Regions from separate parts of the Mus musculus genome. Here region 1 is linked to region 2. A link is a contact called in public HiChIP or PLAC-seq data. All regions are on one chromosome and are shown on one strand. The core of a region is the stretch at or near the end of the contact, and the rest is flanking DNA. Distances in the headings are between cores, read along the strand shown.

Region 1 (6,698 bases), core at 3,123-5,622, 340 kb after region 2:
CTCTTATAAGGACCACATTTAATTGGGGCTGGCTTACAAGTTCAGAGGTTCAGTTTTACAGGTTCAGGTTTACAGGTTCAGAGCTTGGCAGTGTCCAGGCAGGCATGGTGTGGGAGGATCTGAGAGTTCTACATCTTGTTTACAAGGCAAACAGGAGAAGACTGGCTTCCAGGCACTAGGATGAGGGTCTTAAAGCCAACAACCACAGTGGCACACTTCTTCCTACAAACTACACCTATTCCAACAATCCTAAATCTGATAGGGGACTAATATCCAATATATACAAAGAGCTCAAGAAGCTGGACTCCAGAAATTCAAATGACCCCATTAAAAAATTGGGTATAGAGCTAAACAAAGAATTCTCACCTGAGGAATACCTAAGGGCTGAGAAGCACCTGAAAAAATGTTCAACATCCTTTATCATCAGGGAAATGCAGATCAAAACAACCCTGAGATTCCACCTCACACCTGTCAGAATGGCTAAGATCAAAAATTCAGGTGATAGCAGATGCTGGTGAGGATGTGGAGAAAGAGGAACATTCCCCCATTGCTGGTGGAATTGCAAACTTGTACAACCACTCTGGAAATCAGTCTGGCGGTTCCTCAGAAAATTGGACATAGTACTACTGGAAAATCCAGCAATACCTCCCCTGGGCATATACCCAGAAGATGTTCCAACTGGTAATAAGGACACATGCTCCACTATGTTCATAGCAGCCTTATTTATAATAGCCAGAAGCTGGAAAGAACCCAGATGTTCCTCAACAGAGGAATGGATACAGAAAACGTGGTACATTTACACAATGGAGTACTACTCAGCTATTAAAAACAGTGAATTTATGAAATTCTTAGGCAAATGGATGTATCTGGAGGATACCATCCTGAGTGAGGTAAACCCAGTCACACTCACTTGATATGCACTCACTGATAAGTGGATATTAGCCCAGAACTTAGAATACCCAATATAAAATTTGCACAACACAAGAAAATCAAGAAGAAGGAAGACCAACACGTGGCTACTTCATTCCTCCTTCTCATCGGGAACAAAATACTCATGGAAGGAGTTACAGAGACAAAGTTTGGAGCTGAGACAAAAGAATGGACCATCCAGAGACTGCCCCACCCGGAGATCCATCCCATAATCAACCACCAAACACAGACACTATGGCATATGCCAGCATGATTCTGCTGAAAGGACCCTGATATAGCTGTCTCATATGAGGCTATGCCAGTGCCTGGCAAATACAGAAGTGGATGCTCACAGTCATCTATCAGATGGAACACAGGGCCCCCAATGGAGGAGCTAGAGAAAGTACCCAAGGAGCTGAAGGGGTCTCCAACCCTATAGGTGGAACAACAATATGAACTAATCAGTACCCCCAGAGCTCGTGTCTGTAGCTGCATATGTAGCAGAAGATGGCCTAGTCGACCATCATTGGGAAGAGAGGCCCCTTGGTCTTGCAAACTTTATATGCCTCAGTACAGGGGAAGGCCAGGGCCAAGAAGTGGGAGTGGGTGGGTTGGGGAGCAGGGCAGGGGGAGGAGGCTTTCGGGATAGCATTTGAAATGTAAATGAAGAAAATATCTAATAAAAAAATTGAAAAAAATTCAAAGGCAACAAAACATCATTTAATTTATCCCTAGAAGAATTTTTTAAATTATCTTGTTCTATGAGTATCTCTCTTAAATTTTTGTTAGATCTCTCCATAATTGCTTGACCGGTAGGAGTATAGATTATATCTACAACAGGTTTCATGCTATAATATAAAAATGTTTGTTGTTTTTCCAGTGGGTGCATAAGCTGAGGCAGCCTCAGCTTCCATCTGTCAGTGCGTTGCCTTCACAGTGTGATTGGTCTTCTACAGCTACCAGTGCTGTAGGACTGTGTGCCAAAACCACACATGCTCTACATTGGAATATGTAAAGAACTGTTTCAGTTTAATAGAGACTTATGTTGGAATAGTGTCAGTCTCTATTTGTGCAGGCATAGCTATAATTATCATAGTTTCTATTAAATGTGCAATCTCAGAATCCCCTTTTTCAGAATTCAAGGCAGAAGCCTATTGGGATTCTGAATCTACATCAAATAGTATGATGCATCAACACATATATATCTTAATACTCTAAATTCCATTGAGTGAAACATATAATCTGCTGTATGGCGTTGTTCCCTTAAGTAGAATCTAGATTCTTAGCTCAATGTGTTATCTCTTTATGGGCTGCCATTTTAATTCTTTAAGCCTTTGTAGATTTTTCTCATCTGGAACTGTCTCTTTTGATTTACTGTGAATTCTAGATTGGATTTCTGTGAGTGTTCTCTATTTTGATTCAAAGAATCCTCCATCTGCTCTGTGGTCTCCAATCTAGTATCTAGTTTTTCAGCCTCTTCTTTGAGAAAGTCTGCCTTAATTTTTTTCCCTCCCTATTGTAAGACCCCTGATGCTGGGCCTCAGCTCAAGTCCCGGGATGAGCTGGCCAACACCCCAACATCTGGAGAGAAAACCACACCTGATGCAAACTGCAAGAGGTTTTATTATCAGCTAGCAGAGGAGGAAGTCCCTTCTTGGTGCAGGGCAGGGGAGTTTGACCAGGAGCGGTGACAGTAGGGGGCTTTTAACAGCTAGTGAGGAATTGGGAGGAGTTGGAAGAAGTTGGGAGGAGAGTTGGCTACAGCTCCTTTCTGGTGAGGGGGAGAGTGAGCTGCAGCCTCCTCTCCTGGTCTATCTCCATGTCCTTGTAGGTCTTCCTACAGTTATGGAATCTCTAGCTGGAAGGCACAGAAACAAAAGCTTTTTGCTGGCTATAGAGAACAAAGAGCTTCTTTCTGGCTGTATTTTTAGAGATCAGGGAAAATAAGCTTGGGAAACATCCAGGGGCATTACCTTCTAGGGGAGAAACGCTCTAAGTTGGGGTCTCACACTATGTTTTATCTCTGATATCTTAGCAGTGTGATTATAAGTTAAGAATTTTTTTCTAAATCTTGTTTCCAAATGTTACTTTCTCCATTTTACTTCATCGCTGATGTTTTAGGTTTTTTCTTAGTCTGATTTATAAATTTTCAAAATTTTTGTCTAAGGCTTTATCTCTGAGAAGGCAATAGTACTGTTAAGGTGAAAATGAGGATTATTAGTATGATAATTGTCATAATCAGTGATATGCTACTTCCAGTTTAGATGTATCTGTTTCTCTTATTTGTGTCTTTGAACCATTTAAAAGAGATCAGATAAGCTAGACAACCTCTGTCATTGTTCATCTTTATAGTTATCAATTTTGGATTATTTTTATATATGTGTGTGAAATTTAAATCCAGTTTTCTTCCCTTTTCAGTCTTAAAACAATTTTTTTACCTTCTCTGAAAAGAAGTTTTGGTTCATTTGGATTCTTTCTGTGTGTCCTTTTTTTGTCTCCCTTTATTGTTTAGCTCAGGACACTGCCACTGTCCTTGGCCCTCTGGTTAACAGGAAAGGGTGAATTGCAGAAAAACCGCAGTTTTGTCTTATGCCACTGCAGTCCTGGGCCCTTGTGTGTGCAGCATATACTCACAAATACCTCCTATGGCTTTCCCCCACTCTGAGAAGGTGACTGTAGTTCAGCACTCTCAGGTTTAACTGAGAGCTGTGTTTTGAACTTGTGTGTTTCTGCTCTGTGTTCATTAGAGGAATGACCCCTCAGACTCTGTCTCCCTGCCCCTCAGCTAGCCTAGCTGTACTGAGTTGAGTTCTCCTTTGACCTGCTAAAGTCCTGCTTCCATCCTACTCTTAGAAGTGCTGCCTTTGTCTCTTGCTGTAGCAGCTGGGGCACAAATCCTGTCCTGGGGCAGGATTTCTGTTAGTCTGAGAGAGAATGCAGGCTCAGGGGCCTCAATCAAGTGCTCTGTAGCCCAGCAGGGCCCTTTGTTTCCTGCTCTTTACCCACTACTCTGTCTAATACCTGAATATGAATGAAAAGGTTTAAATTACATGCCTTCCATGTTGAGTGCCATCAGCCCCGCCCCCTCCCTAATAACAACTCTGAGACTCAAAATATATTTATAAACACTTTTGGCCTTATGCTTTGGTTGATTCCCTGATTAGATCATAACTTAATATCCCATTCATTCTAGTCTAAGTTCTGCCACATGGCTAGCCCCCAGGCTTCTGTCCTCCATGTTCCTGGGTGAATTTCCCACACGTCTCTTTCCCAGAATCCTTTTTTCCTACCAGATGTCCCTCCTTCTATTCTACCCCTTCCTATATATAGCCCATAGGTTTTTTTTGTTTTGTTTTGTTTTTTTTTTTGTTTTTTTTACTGACAGGTGCTGTGTCTACACAGTACATCAGAGATTCTGTGTGCACTACTTTGCATATTTTAGTATGGCATATGGCAAGTCACCCGAGGACTGTTGCTTGTTTGCACCCTACTCACATAGGTCAGACAGTGAACCTTTAAAAGCTCAGCTTTCTATGGAAGCAACAATAGCTTTAGGGGCTACCAATCTGCATAAGATTCTAAGTACTGGCCCACAAAACTTAACAAATCTTGAAATAGACTAAATGTAAAGTTCTGTATCTCTTTTAGTCTGCTTTGGGTGGCTCCTTTCCTTTTTCCTAAGTATTAGCATCTTACTTGGATTTTTATTCGCAAAATAAAGTAGGATTGGTGGAATGGCTTAATGGGTAAGAGCACTTGCTGTGTAAGCAAGAGGAGCTGGTTTCAAATTCCCACAGAAAAGCCCCACAAAGCAAATGTGTTTATAACCGAGTGGAAGGTGGAGAGATCTGGTCCTGAAAGCCCTCTCGTCCAGCCTCACAAAGACAGCCAGCTTTATGTTCATTGAGAGATTTAGTCAGTTAGTGGAGGTAGGTGGAGGAGGGAGACAACGGGATAACCTTTTTTGACCACTGAATGCACAGGCCATGTATGTATACTTATCTGCATATATGTGGTACACGCATACGCATGCATGCACGCATGTGTGTACTCACATAAACAAAATAGCTAAATAGTAGGAAATGTCAATTTTTCAAAAACTATTAGTAAAATACTTATTTAGGAAAACACTTAAAATTTGCAAAAACTGTATCTGCTAAGCTACTAAATTATTGATTTGCAACAAGATTTACAAACCACTTAATATGGGGCTGGAAAGATGGCTCAGCAAAGGACCCAGGTTCAATTCCCATCACTCACATGGCATTTAAAAACCATCCCGATGCCTGGGGATTGACATCCTCATCTGACTCCCTCAGGGGTCATGTGGTACACAGACATACTTACAATCAAAACACCCATACACATAACAGTTAAAACTTAAAATAAAAAAAAAAAAGAATAATGGAATATGTTACCTCCCAGTGGTTAGAATATCTTCAGCTTCATTGTGAATATATTTTTTGATGTGTTCCCCCAAAGACATTTCTTTTTCTTTAAAAGTCATCTGTAAGGTGCTAACCCTTGATGTATTTTCAGTACTCCTTTTTTTCCCTATCCTTTTGAAGTTTAAGTTATTGCAGGCCTACCTTCTTTGCACAGCCTAGAGTGTCACTGCTGTTGTCTTGGTCAGGAATTAGTTTAGAAATGGCTGCTATCCAGCTTCTATTTAAAGGATGTTTGTGAGACAAGCTATTTAAGGGAAGATTGCTAAAGAGTCACTTCATTTACTCTGTGTCTGAGTCCTTTCTGGTTCCCACTACCTTTTTGGGTTATGTGCCATATTCTCTGGATTTTACCAAGCATTGATAACTTGCACATATTATATCATTTAATTGTCCCCTTCCCTGTTGAAAGCTAACAATAAAGGCCTTAGAATTTATGACAGGAAAAAAGTTTTGGCTTCCCTGAAGGATTAGCAGACTCTTTTTCTATTGACAGTCAAAGCAAGATAGGATGTCCTTATACAGCCCAGACTGGCCTCAGAGTGATTCTCCTCAGCCTCTGGGCGGCTGTGTACCACCCATGCAGCTCTGCAGACTTTTGTTTTGTTTGTTTCTCTTTTGTTTTTCAGGATAGGGTCTCTTTCTATAATCTTGGCTGTCCTGGAATCCCCTTTATATACCAGACTTGCTTTTAATACACTAACTTGTGTTTCTCTTGACTGTTGGAAGTATAGTACCAAATGTTGATACTATCTAACAGGTACTCTAAGTCTTTGACAAATGCTCTCTAAAGTGTGTGGAAAGGATATAAGTAGAAAATATGTACAGGCATTACAGCATTTGGTAGGTTCCTACTTTGCTATACTTACTATTGCTGAGCTCCAACCAGTGAGCTCCTTTTCATATACTTTTCTCCTCTACTAGAGAACACTGTGTGACGTGATCCTCACTGTCCAGGAAAGAAAGATCCCCGCTCACCGCGTTGTCCTGGCTGCAGCCAGTCACTTCTTTAACTTAATGTTCACAAGTAAGTGTTTTTAGGTTAAAAACTATTGTTTTTTTCTATGAGAATTGGGTAGAGTCTAAATAAGCATTTTTTTTTCTAGTTTTTAAAGCTTTTTATAACTTAAGGCTACAAGACAGTAAAGAGAATGAGAGTGGTCAGCTGTGATGTCGGTCACACAGTGAATGCTCCTTCATTAGCCCCAAGTGGAGGACGGAGGGAAAGGAGACATACTGTCGTGGAAAAAAGTCTATTTTTAGCTGAAACCTAGAGCCTGATTACACCCTTCAGTATTGCCTTATGAGGATTGGTTTGTTGATCTCAGACAGGAGCCAGCCAGG
Region 2 (6,495 bases), core at 821-3,320:
CTGTCCTGTTCTCGCTTTGAGACAGGGTCTTGCTAAGATGCTTAGAAAGCCTTTGTTAATGTAACCCAGGCAGGTTTTGAACCTGTGATACTCCTGCTTAGGCCTGAAACAGCAGGCATTACTTACTTTAATGGCAAAACTCACTCCACATCCTAATCTGAAAAAATTATTACGTCTATCAGAGTCATCTACTCTAACATTTATTAAGTATGTCCTGGGTAGACACTGGAGAAAGATGGAAGACTTCTTGCAACCAAACAAGATTACAACCTACTTAAGGATATTTTTAAAAACCAAATAAATTTGTGGGGGATGTGCTCAGAAGCAGAACATTTGTCTAGCATGCCCTAAGTTCAGTCTTCGGTGCTGCAAACAAACAAACAAACAAACAAACCCAGTATTAGGACAGGCCAGCCATTTAGAAGCAGAGAATGGGGTGGCCTGAGGTAAAGCCCCCGTAAAGGTGTTTTAAAGACTTGAAAAAAGTAGACCTGAAAATTGTGTGAGCTCCATGGGGGCAGAACAGAGCCTGCAAAGATCCCAGCTAGGAAATGGGGTAACAGACATGCCGCCAAATCCCAGGCTCATCGGTGCCCTGGATCAAACCAGCCTCCTACACGAGTGCTGAACGCTGGCACTGACCCAAGCCTAGCAGCTCCAGGCCAGCCTGGTCTACATAGAGAATTCCAGGACTGACAGTCCACATAACAGAGAGACTCTGCCTCAACCCTTCCCCCAAAGAGAGAGAGAGAGAGAGAGAGAGAGAGAGAGAGAGAGAGAGAGAGAGAGAGAGAGAGAGAGAGAGAGAGAGAGATGTTCAGAGGGGAACTCAAGTGGCCGTCCCTCTCCTATAAGGGCAGCACTCAAAAGGCTGAGAAAGACTTGTGTCTCTAGTTCAAGCCAGCCTGGTCTACATAGTAAGTCCTATCTCAAGACAAAAGAGGTTTATGTATTCAAATAAACTTGTTAAGTTAACAAATTCTGACTGTTGGTTATTTGCTAATGACTGCACATAGTTTCCCCTCTTTCTCACTACAGTGAACAGTCTGATATTTGACAGCTCCTTCGTTAGTAAAACCATTGCCCTGACATTGAGGCATAGTGTTTTACGGATGGCCACAGATTTTTGTTGTTGTTTAAGAGTGGGAACAAAACAAAGTAGCACCTATATTTTAGAGATCTCTTTTTTAAAGAAATGGCCTTGAACTAAACCCTTCTTCCTTGACTGGCAGTAATTAAGAGCAATAACCATGTGCTGGCCATTTTAAAGGCCCCTCAGTGAAGGGCTTGGTGGTATGGACCACAGAATAAGTAGCCTGCACTGTCACCCAGCAGAGGTTGGAGAAAAGACCCCAGACGTCAGCCTGATCGCTTCTCCGTGGTTGAGAAGAGCAGCGGCCCTTAAGGCCTGCCCAGCAAGTAAAACATCTGCGCCCAGTACCCAGCACCAGGCCGGGACCAGTGCAGGCTGCTCGGACGATCTGGGAGCGCTGAGCAGGACCGGGGGAAGGCTGGTTTGTTTTTCTAACAGGGAATTGAGTTTGGGGAGTGCCTGAGGCACCACAAAGCAAGGAAGAAGTGGAAAAAGAAGGTTCTAGCCCACAGCGGCGCGGCCAGAGGATCGGGACGCGGCGCCGCTTAACGAACGGCGGGGATCAGGGCGAATAGCCGGGATCGGGGAGCATGGATCGGGAACTAGGGGTCCGGGATCAAGGATCCGGGTGCGTGGAGCAGAAATAAGACAAGCGGGGAAGGTGGAGCTGGCGGCGGAGAAACAGGGAGCAGCGCGAGCTGCGACCACGGCCGCCCTCCCTCCCCGGCCGCGCGCCTCTCCGGAGGCCTGGGGCCACGCCGCAAAGCAGAGCACTTACCGGGAGCCTGAGGGCGCGGGCCGAGCGGAGAAGAGGACGCTCGGCTCGGGACGCGGGAGGGCGGCGGCGGTGACTCGCAGGAGGCGGCGGCCAGCGCCGACCAGCACAGGCTGCACCGCGTGGAGACGCACAGGGACGGGTTATCCCACCAGCCGCCGGGCTCGCACACGTGCGGCGCTGCGCCGCGCCGACCACGCCCCGGGGCGGGGCCCGCTCCACCGGCCCTCCGCTCCCGAGGACGCTCCGCCCATCGGCGCCTGGGAAGTGACTTGCCTTATGCAAAGAAACCTTTAGGACTTCAAAAACAGAGACTACCTTATTAGTTGTTAATTGTGCTTAAATGGGAGCTTCTTTCACAGCTATGGTTAATAGTGCATATTAATAGAATGGGTTTCTTACCTTTGACAGCTCCCCAGGAGGACTGTCTTCAAGAAGATTCCATCATAGCTGGTTAATGCTTTGGCGTAAAGAAAAATAAAATATATTTTTCTTCTCATGCTTCAAGTAGCCAACTGACCAAATCAAAGCATTCCATAGCATTTCAGGTCTAATATTTTGCCAGATTTCAACTCAGGGTAAAATAAAATATAATAAAATAAATCAAGATTTGTGGAGAGTCAAAAGCCCATAATCCAAGCACTCAGGTGATATGGACAGAAGGATCAGAAACTTAAGGGCACTTTGGGATATGTAAGGAATCCCAGGTAAACATGGCCTAGGTAAGACCCTGTTGTTTTGGTTTTTTTTAAACAAACAAACAAAAACCTGGGCAGTAATGGTACACACCGTTAATCCCAGCACTTGGGAAGCAGAAGCAGGTAGATTTCTGAGTTCGAGGCCAGCCTGGTCTACAGAGTGAGTTTCAGGACAGCCAGGGCTATACAGAGAAACCCTGTCTTGAAAAAACAAAATAGAAAAAAAAAAAAAGAAAAAGAAAACCAAACCAAAACAAACAAAATCCTGTTATTTCAGATCTTTGTATTCCTCTTAGACGTGTGTGTGTGTGTGTGTGTGTGTGTGTGTGGTGTTTGTTGTAACCATGTGTTTTACATATGTGAGGTTTGCATATGTGATGATTAGTGTTGTCAATTTGACAGAGTCTAGAATTACCTTGGAGACAAGCCCTGGTCATGCCTATGCTGGACTATCCTGACTGGGTTCATTGTAATCGTACAGGACCAGCATCGTTCCCTGACTGGAACTCTGAACGGTGTCAATCAGTAGTTCCTTAACCCCTTGGGGTTCCAGTGGCCCTTTCAAGGGGTTGCCTAAGACCATCAAAATATCAAAAACTAAGGTCCATGTACAGTTCTGAGTTTGTGGAGACCTGAGGCCCATCATGGTGCTTTCCGCTTTCACTCTCTACCTTAGTTACTTATTATTATTGTGTGTTTATGATGTGGGCATGCGTACATGTGGAGGCTGGAGCATAGTCTGCAGAAGCTGGTCCTCTCCTTCTACCTTACATGGTTTCTGGGGACGGAAGCCAAGTCGTCAGGCTTGCTTGGCAAGTGCCCTTACCTCCGATCCATCTCCATGGCCCCTTCACCCTACTTTTTGTAAATAATTTTCATTGATCCTGGAGCTCAACTGGACTGGTTAGCTGGCAAGTCGAAAGATCTTATCTCTGTCTCTCTACTGCTTGGATTACACAGATCTGCTGTGACCAGCTTTCTACATGACTAGCAGGATCTGAACACAGGTCCCCACTGTATTGACTAAACTGTCTCCTGAGTCCCACACTTGCTTTTAAAATATGGATTTAGTAGAAAGATCCAGCTAAATGAGTCACTTCTTAGTTACTGTCCTACTGCTATGATGAGACACCACCTCCAAAGGAAATTATAGAAAGAAGAGTTTATTGGGTCTTACAGTTTCAGAGGGTGTGTCCACAGTAATCCTGGCAGCTGGTAGGTAGGCAGCAGCTGGGAGCACACATCTTTGTCCACAAGTACACAGCGGAGAAAGTCAGGAATGGTGTGGGCTTTTGAAACTTCAAAGCCAACTGACTGTGACAACCTTGTCCAACAAGGCCACACCTCCTCCAACAAGGCCACTCCTCCTAATGCTTCCCAAACAGTTCTATCAACTGGAGACCAAGTATTCGCACACATGAACCTATGGGGGCATTCTTATTCAAATCACTACAGTCACATATATTTAGTTCAGACTTGTGGCTTCTACATTGTCTTCCTCTAAGATTATTCTCTGTAGTTACCTACCTAAATTCTTTCATTTGTCTTTAATCATTTTATTAATTCTTTCTTTCTGTTTTTTTTTCCTTTTTAAGATAGATGCTCAGTATATAGCCCAGGCTAATCCCAAATTCAAGAGCCTCCTCCCTCAGTCTCAAAAGCACTGCAATTATAAACTTGTGGCATCATGCCTAGCCCATTTCACTAATTCTTGTACAGCTGCACATTCTTGGGGCTAGGGTAAATTAATACCTTAATGTCCTAAGGTCAGCAGACTCAGATACAGCTATATGGTATAATATAGCCTAGATCCTGTTTTAATTTTAAATTTTTAAATTTTATTATTTTTATTTTTTAAAGTGTGTGGATGTTTGCCTGTATGTGTGACTGTATACCAGGTGTGTGTCTGGTGTCCAGAGAGTTCAGAGAGAGAGTCAGATACCCTAGAATTGAGTTACAGACAGAGAGCTGTCAGCTGCTGCGTGGGTGCTAGAAAGTGAACCTGGATTCTCTGAAAGAGCTGCTAGTACTCTTAGTTGCTGAAGCCATCTCTCCAGATCCTGTTTGTCTGTCTGTCTGTTTGTTTATACGGGGTTTCACTATATAGCTCTGTCTATCCTTCAACTCACTATGTAGATGAGGCTGGCCTTGAATTCATAAAGATTCACCTGCCTCTGCCTCCTGAGTTGTGGGATAAAAGGCATGCACCACCATACCCGGCTCTTATTTATTTATTTTTTTTCATTTTATGTGTATGGGTGTTTTGTCTGCATGTATGTCTACACCTCAGTGAGTTTTCTTCTCACGGAGTAGTTTCTGTTTCCTCTAAAGATTTTTGTTTGTTTGTTTGCTTGTTGTTTTTTTTTTTTCTGTTTTCTCCCCATTTGTTTGGTCTCAAAGGCATTGCCTTCCAGGGTTTGCCTGTCAAATTTCCATGTTCTCTACCTATCCCTTGCTTCTAAGTAATTCAGTTCCTCCTCCCTGGAAAACAGTAGAGGTTTAGGGGGCTTTGCCCAGCAAACTGGATGCCAGATTTTGAGTGCTCTTTCTCTGTCTGACTCCCAGAATGTTTCAACCCTCCTACAAACAGATCTGGACCTTCCAGTTCGAAAATATATGAAGGAGTGTTCCTTTTGTCTAGCTGTCCTTCAAAGCTTACTCTTGAGTCTACAAAAGAGGTTACTTAGTCCCTACCTTTTAAATGGAGTATTTTTTTCTGTACAACGCTTAAACAGTAATAACTATTAGTTACAGGCTGAGGCAGGCGGATTTCTGAGTTCGAGGCCAGCCTGGTCTACAGAGTGAGTTCCAAGACAGCCAGGGCTACACAGAGAAACCTTGTCTCGAAAAACCAAAAATAAATAAATAAATAAATAAATAAATAAATAAATAAATAAATAAATAAATATTAGTTACCTTTGCACGTAGACTTTTGTCTCTCTAAGACTGTGAAATATAGAAAGAGCACTTTGACACTCCTACCTAGTACCACGTGGGCCAAGTATGGAACTCCGGTGTCTTGGTGGCAAATGCTTTTATGCGCTGAGCCATTTTGAGATAGGTGTTGTTCTAGCTGATACCGAATTCACTTTATAGAGCAAGCTGGCAGGGACTAGTGGCAATCTTCCCGCCTCCGCTCCCGACTTGTGGCTCACCATCCTAAGGGTATCATGAGTATTTTCTCCTCCCCTCCTTCCTCTCCCCTCCTTGAATTCAGTGTGTAGCTGGAGTTGACTTTGAACTACTGGTTTTCCCGCCTTCACCTCCCAAACGGTGGAATTCCAAGTGTGAGACACCATGCCAGGGCCGAATTTTATTTTTAGTAACTCCAAAGAAGTGGAGAGAGCTCCTGCACAGAACTCAGCAGCCTGGGAAGCAGTAGGGCTGCCAGGTTCCCTGAGCGGCCAACATGACATCCAACCAGCAGGGGGCGCCACAGAACAGGACAGCGGCGCGCAGATATGCCTCTCTAGGCCAAGAGAACGGAACCAGAGAGTCGGTGATAGGAAGTCGAGGTGGCGCTCAACCCTGCGTCCCAGAAGGCTGGTCTGGTCGCCCAGTCTGTGTGTTCCCTAGCCGGACTCTGCAGGCCGGGCTGGCGGTGCATGGAATCCAGAATTCGTGCGGAGGCAGGATGCTTGCGGCTGACGATATCGGCGAAGTGCCGGCAGCCCCGGTGAGGCGTCCCTGGAAACCCGGGGAAGGGACGCTGGTGACCCTGCGAGGTGGCACAGACCCCACCTCCGCCCCGGGGACAGGTTACCTTGGAAGTGGTTTGGCGGTGGTTCCCACGGCCGGAAGCAGGCAAGGGAGTCCCTGGGGAGGTAGTCACAGTGCAATGTCCGATGTCCCAGAAGATGACAGTTTTGAGAGTTGGCGGGAAAGTGGCCTCGGTGCCCGGGCAGAGTAACTCGGACCCTGGGGAGGTG

The links. HiChIP or PLAC-seq counts read pairs in DNA pulled down with a chosen protein or histone mark.
Region 1: a contact with region 2 is called in an H3K4me3 HiChIP or PLAC-seq map of embryonic forebrain, with 3 times the contacts expected there. The contact joins the enhancer-like site here to the promoter of Pus7 in region 2. A contact is called at or near these places in 1 of 39 promoter capture datasets (cranial neural crest), 4 of 115 datasets of contacts at active chromatin or transcription factors (bone marrow-derived macrophages, embryonic forebrain, embryonic hindbrain and 1 more) and 2 of 9 other capture datasets (adipose tissue and liver).

The regions. Positions count from the first base shown.
Region 1 is chr5:24,120,544-24,127,241 of GRCm38.p6, forward strand. It overlaps Klhl7 (kelch-like 7), which reads left to right. Exons shown (of 11, transcript NM_026448.3): 2 at 6,279-6,381. Among named protein-coding and RNA genes, the nearest start is that of Klhl7, 23 kb to the left of the region's middle. Within about 2 kb of position 4,373, at least 25 of the 459 cell types and tissues checked have an H3K27ac peak or open chromatin away from gene starts, as enhancers often do. A contact at or near this core is called in embryonic forebrain, where this site is marked.
Region 2 is chr5:23,781,641-23,788,135 of GRCm38.p6, forward strand. It overlaps Pus7 (pseudouridylate synthase 7), which reads right to left and starts at 2,071. Exons shown (of 16, transcript NM_178403.5): 1 at 1,872-2,071. Rint1 (RAD50 interactor 1) reads left to right here and starts at 6,071. Exons shown (of 15, transcript NM_177323.4): 1 at 6,071-6,242. The coding sequence starts at 6,201.